2 separate regions of the Mus musculus genome follow, and region 2 is linked to region 1. Evidence: chromatin contacts called from public Hi-C data. All regions are on one chromosome and are shown on one strand. Each heading gives the region's core, a stretch centred on a gene start, on an enhancer-like site or on the middle of the called end of the contact. The rest is flanking DNA. Distances are from core to core; before and after follow the strand shown.

Region 1 (3,240 bases), core at 360-2,859:
GAAAGCAACTGCTATCCTATGACACTGCGCTCTCCCCTTCCAGGGTTATCACAGTTGTCTTCCTGAGCTCATGCCACACACTGACTCCTGAGTCAAGCAAACAACTACTCTTTTCAATCCAGCACAAATGACAGAAGTACTTTATCTTATCCAGTCATCTAGCCCTAGACTTCCCTTTCCAAATAACTCTGGAGCTCTGAACCCGCCTCAACCCGGATCACCAAACCAGCATCTCAAACCAAAGAAGAGCTGTCTTTGCAGCCTGAGAGATAAACAGGTCATACCAGGTCTGAGCTCTGCCCTTCCAAGAACTAAATGTTCTAATCCAACACCTGAATGATAAGCTTTCATTCTGCCAGATACATAATAACCACCTACTGAGTGACCGTCACTGTACTAGAGACACAGGAGTAAATAACACAATGCAAAGTGGGGCAGGAGGGTGTACACTTTTAATCCCAGCATTTGGAAGGCCGAGCCAGGTGCGTCTCTGAGTTTGAAGCCAGCCTGGCCTACAGAGTGAGTTCCAGACAGGCAGAGCTACACAGAGAGAGCCTATCTCAAAACAAAAACAAACAAATAACCCTCTGGTGCATTCGCCCCACCTTCTGGGATGAACCCTAGTAAGGTAAACATTTATGAAATGCCTACAGGAGCCCGCATGACAACAAAGACAAGCAGCACAGAAGATACAAGAAGCCAGAGAACTCCTACCACACAAGGAGCCCTGGAACAAGCGAGAAGGATGGTGTCCACGGACCTCCCAGAGGAAGCTCGCTAATACCTGACCACAGAAATGATGGTGGGTAGTCACAGCAGGTGGTCACAGCAGCCCCTCTACCTGAGCTGCTCCTAAGATCAGTTCCCTCACCAGCAAGGGTCCAATGAATTACTCTTTCACACGCCGACTTTCCAGGACTCTTGTCCCACAAACTCTTGACACTGACCCACCATGGTTCCCTTCCAGCACAGAATCTCAAACCAACCAGAAACCACCTCACCAAAGCAGAGTAACAGGAGGGAGACAGGGCAGGAAGGATCTGAGCAGAGCTACAAAGCTGCTCTAGACACACCTCCTTCTAAAACTCACCAAACGTTCATAGTGAGCAACAGAGATGGCGCCCGTTGTTTTCCCGGTGTTACAACAAAATATGAGCTGCTGGGTAATGTTTAAAGAAAACTAGTTTGGGTTGGGAGTGCAGTTCAGTGTCTACCATATAAAAAGCTCATTCCCTATCATCACAAATGAGGGGAAAAAAAAGAGGATGAGTCCATAGCTAATGATTCCATTCATGGATGTAGTTCTAGAGGCCAGAGGTCAGGTGTCTTCCCCATTCGCTTAATGTCTTTCTTCAGATAGAATTTCTAAGTGGCCTGGAGCTCACCAAGTTAGACAGGCAGGCCAAGCACCAAGAATCCTGCTGCCTGTCTCCCAAGTTCTAAAGTTATAGTCATGAACTACTGAAGCCAGCTTTTTCACATGGGATCTGGGGATCAAATTCACATCTTCATGTTCTCAGACAAGCAGCTTACTGAGTGGGCCGTCTCTCCAGCCCAGGCTTGCCCTTTTATAACAAGGCTTATAAGGTCATCAATCCCGTCGGTAGGCTGTCTCCCCAGTGACCTAATTACCTCCTCATATTGAAAGTGAAAGTGCGTCTCAATAGTCTACTTAAACTCTACCACTTCTCCACATTACCATATTGAAACTAACCTTCTGGTACAACCACATCTAAACATGGGATAATAATGGAGAATAATAGTGTGCCACACACATACACACATGCACACGTGTACACACCCACAACATGCTGTTGCAAAATGAAGTAGTCATAAAATTATAGGCAAAAGTGTTCTCAAAAAATACACATATGTGCCAAAGTCAATAAAGAAGTGGAAATTAAAGGAAAAAATCATTTTATCAATATTACTTTTATTTCAGAAACTCAAGAGACAAAATGAATACAATTTTTAACTTAAGGGAAAAGAAAGACAGGGGTAATTCAAGGAACAAGTAATACACATAGAACGTAGACCTCTGTGATATAGTGTTTGCTTATCATGTATAAGACTCTAGGTTTGACCTCCACCCACAAAAGTTTACAAATTAAAGGCTCCAAGAGGGCAGTAAAGGCACAAAACACACACACACACACACACACAGTAAAAGCAACGAAAAATTTTGGGTGGAGTGTTTTGTGAGTTGATGTCCTTATCCCTTCACTGGAAGCCCTGCCTAGCTACAGAAGGTGGCCACTTAAGGCTCCATGTCCCCCACTACAAGGAGCCTCAGCTAGAGTCACCCTCACAGACTCCCTGGAACTACCCCCATCCCAAGTGTCTAGTACTTCCTAGAGATGGTGCTTCCCCAAGCCGATTTTTATCTAAAGTCCCCAGCCCTGCATTCCACCCCTGCTCTCCCTATATCTCACCCCCACCAGTTCCCCTCCTCTTCCTCTCCCATCCAGTTCCCTTCCTCCCTCCATCCAATGACAATTTATTTCCCATTCTGAGTGAAATTCAAGCATGTTCCCTTGGGCCTTCCTTGTTATTTAGCTTCTTTGAATCTGTGGATTATATCCTAGGTATTCTGTACTTTATGGTTAATATCCACGTATTAGTGAGTACACACCACACATGTCCTTTTGGATCTAGATTACCTCACGCAGGATGATAGTTTCTAGTTCCATCCATTTGTCCACAAACTTCATGATGTCTTTGTTTTAACAGCTGAGTAGTATTCTATTGTGTAAATCAACCACATTTTCTTCTCAATCCCTTCGGGTGAGGGACATCTGGGTTGTTTCAGTTTCTGGCTGTTATAAATAGAGCTGCTATGAACATAGTGGAGTCAGTGTCCTCAGGGTACTGTGGAGCATCTTTTGGGTATTTACCTATGAGGAGTATAGCTGGGTTGTGAGGGAGAACTATTCCCAATTTTCTGAGAAACCACAAAACTGATTTTCAGAGTGGTTGTACAAATTTGCCCTAAAACCTTTGAAACAAAATTTGTCCTGCCTTCAAGAAGTGCAGAGACAAAGATGTTGTAGAGACTGAGGAAATGGCCCTACTTAAAATCCATCCCATGGACAAGAACCAATCCCTGACACGACTAGTGATACTCTGTTATGTTTGCAGACAGGAGCCTAGCATAAATGTCCCCTTAGAAGCTCCACCCAGCAACTGACTGAAACAGATGCAGAGACCCACAGCCCAACATTTGACAAAGCTCAGAAAGTA
Region 2 (3,206 bases), core at 468-2,967, 380 kb after region 1:
TATCTGTGTGGCCACTGCACCATGCTTGGCGCCACACATTTTTCCTACAGTTTATGTTGATTTTGTTATACTTTTAGAGTGCTTTCCTGCTTACACACACGAGCCCAAATGACTCTTAAGATGTCCACCCATATACTCTGCTATAATGATATAGAATTTGTAAATACAAATTAATTCCTAAGATCTTATTTGAAAATGGGCTTGATAATGACAGTAAGATTTGGGATCTTTGTTCTCCTTCTCTGGGATCATTCTACAAAATTTAATAAAGTGAGGCTGGATATCTGGGGCTTTTGATGGGTAAGTTGGCCTCTAAGATCCCTCAATCGATTTGGGTACATGACTTTGTCAGCCAGTCCCCAGCATCTGATCCCTTCACAGAAGCTGGTTTACCCTGATGAGAGAAAGCTCACTACCCAGCAGCCACATGCTTCTGTCTTCTGAAATACAACATTCTTTTCTCCCTCAGCATTTCATCCCGTGAACTAAGATGGTTTTATGTGTCTGAGTGACTGACACAGGCCTGTAGAGTCTCAGCAGCAGCAGGTCACTGAAGCTGCTCTGTAGATAACAGATTACAGGCAGAGAAACACTTCAGCGTTTTAGCTAGTAGCTTTGAATCAGAGTATTTTATGGGCTGATCTTTTGCCTGTCGCTCTGTTGAGAAATTTACTAAAATGAATGTGGGGTAGTATAAATGTTTATCAGGGGATATAGCAGGGTAGACAGTGCCATGTTTTTCTTTCAGCAGAAAAGAAACATTGTAAGCAGCTCATGTTTAACTATTTAAGCTCATGTGAGTAGAGTCGAGTCTGTGAAGGATCCCTCCATGCTCCCACAAACACTGACTGTCAGCTTTGGTCTAGTCACTCCATAGAGCTGGGTCCAGCCCCTCACCTTAAACAGTAGTGAGCGCCTAGGAATTCCTTCGTGGACTCCCCTGATGTTTTACATTGTGATTTGAGCTGGGGATGTAACTCAATTGGTAGAATGCTTGCCCAGAGCCACCGAAGTGGACATGGCAGTACATAGCTATAATTCAGCTGTCAAGAGATAGAGGCTGGAGCATCAAGAGTTCAAGGTCAACTTAGACACAGTGAGTTTGAGGCCAGCTTGGGATACATGAGATCATGACTCCCTTCCCCCACCAACATACACACACACACACACACACACACACACACACAAAGATGTGCAAGAACATGGGTTGCCTTCTTTATTTTGAACCAGGTCTATGAATGGCTTCTCCTGAAAGATCACCTTAACTGATCTCAACTGATATATCATATTTAGACTTAGGTCTCTCAAGATATGGACACCACTAGTTCACAATGCAAACCCAGTGAGCCACCAGCACTTGTAAATAATGGCTTTTTTTTTTTTAAGCACACAGCTGCATCTTTCCTTTTCCATCATGCTCATAGATATCTTGAAGAGGGCATATGGTTCATAAAGACAAAAGTAGTCTGTGTCAGAAAAGACTGGCTCCCAGAGAAATGCTGGGAACCCATAGTAGATCATTGTTCCTGCCTACAGGGGTGTTCTGAAAAGTGTGCAGTGTGTATTGATAAGATCAAAGTGGTCCAGGTGAGAAGACAGCGGCTAGGCCCAGAGTGAATCAGTTCCCCTGGATCTCTGTGCATTCCTGCCCCGAGTATGAGGCATGCTGTTCAGGAGGGAGGCATCATGGGAAGAAGGAAGTGAGGTGAGAGAAGGAAAAGTCCCACTCTGCTAACCAAAGGTGAGAAAGACCGTTCACACGTACAGGCTGAGACACCAAGAGGATGGAGCTGGGTGGGGCATGTGGCTGAACTGCCCAGCCTTGTACAGTGAGCAGCATCTGTCGCCTACTGAAGGCTGGAAGGAACGTGGTGGTACCTTCCAGAAGTTCACAAACTGGAAATGGATTCAGGAGCCCATTGCCTCGTCTTCAGTCCATTAACAATCCCTTTACCCAAGGAAATTCACACATGGCCTTTAAAATGCCAGAACAGGAAGGAACTTAATGCAGGTTCCCCCCAGCCCCATGTAGCTCCTTTTAAATACAGTGCAGTGTGAGGTACTTACAGTGGTCAAAGCCTCAGAGAAAAGATGGTAACATCAGGGGCACATAAAGGGCGCGGGGTTTCAGTTAGGAAGAAGGAGTGTAGGAAGCCTGGTGTAGGCTATGCAGCAGTGTGAATGTATTCGGTGCTCCTGGGTTGTGACTTAAAAATTACTGTTTCTTCTGCGTGTTCTTATGCCCCATTCTGAAACAAAGTTTGTCAGTCATGTAGCTTGGCAAAGCTAAGAGCCGTAGTACTACAGACAGAAGCTAAAGAGGCAGTGTCCACTGCTCAGCTAGGAGCTTAAACTAGAAGCCTACTTTCCCCTTACATTCAATTGTACAGCAGTTTCCTCTTCCGGGAATTAAGAGCTCCACCGTGTTGACTGCAGCTTCTCTAGGCTAGGGAGACGGCTCAGTCAGTAAAGTGCTGGCCACAAGAGCCCGAGGGCCTGGGTTTGGCTCCCCAGAACCCACGGAAGAAGTCAGACCAGGTGTCCGTATACCTGTGCTCCCAAAGAAGCGGGGATCTCTGGGGTTTGCTGGCCAGGGAGTCTAGCCAAGTTGGGGAGCTCACATGAATAAGAGTCCTTTTCTCAAAATAATTAAGTGGGGTCAAGCATAGTAATCTACACCTTTAATCTCAATGTTTGTAAGTCAGAGTCAGACAGAGACCTCTGTGAGTTCAAAGCCAGCCTGATCTACACACTTTTGGGCCAGTCAGTAGTACCTAATGAGTACTGTTTCCAAACCAAACCAAAACATAAACGAACAAACAACATATGGAGAGTTAACAAGGAAGACTCTGATGCCAGCCATGGGAGGATGACGGGAAAAGATAACTCTTTTCCGTTTCCACCCTCAGAAGTGCCTCCCTCTGTTTCTCTTTGTGAATTCTAGGAAAGAAACCTTGATTGGTTCCCCAGAATGAGAGCCATGTCCCTGGTCAGCAGCGATTCTGAAGGGGAACAGAACGAGCTGAGGAACCTGCAGGAGAAGCTGGAGTCTACCATGAAGCTGGTCACCAATCTTTCTGGCCAGCTGTCAGAACTAAAGGACCAGGTAAAGGGCCAAACCCCCTCACCCACCCCCCACCCCATCCTCACTGCGGTCTCCCATCCCAACTCTGGCAGCACTCACGCTGCGGTAATGAAGCATCTCA

Evidence for each region. Hi-C and Micro-C count contacts between places; a contact is called where the count stands out from the background.
Region 2: a contact with region 1 is called in a Hi-C map of CD4 T cells, with 5 times the contacts expected there. The contact joins two enhancer-like sites. A contact is called at or near these places in 2 of 484 Hi-C or Micro-C datasets (CD4 T cells and the G1E-ER4 cell line), 1 of 115 datasets of contacts at active chromatin or transcription factors (effector CD8 T cells) and 1 of 9 other capture datasets (adipose tissue).

What each region holds. Positions count from the first base shown.
Region 1 is chr6:108,163,477-108,166,716 of GRCm38.p6, forward strand. All of the region lies in intron 3 of Sumf1 (sulfatase modifying factor 1), which reads right to left. Among named protein-coding and RNA genes, the nearest start is that of Sumf1, 20 kb to the right of the region's middle. Within about 2 kb of position 1,610, at least 43 of the 459 cell types and tissues checked have an H3K27ac peak or open chromatin away from gene starts, as enhancers often do.
Region 2 is chr6:108,538,959-108,542,164 of GRCm38.p6, forward strand. It overlaps Itpr1 (inositol 1,4,5-trisphosphate receptor 1), which reads left to right. Exons shown (of 62, transcript NM_010585.5): 61 at 2,945-3,106. Among named protein-coding and RNA genes, the nearest start is that of Gm44040, 4.8 kb to the left of the region's middle. Within about 2 kb of position 1,718, at least 19 of the 459 cell types and tissues checked have an H3K27ac peak or open chromatin away from gene starts, as enhancers often do.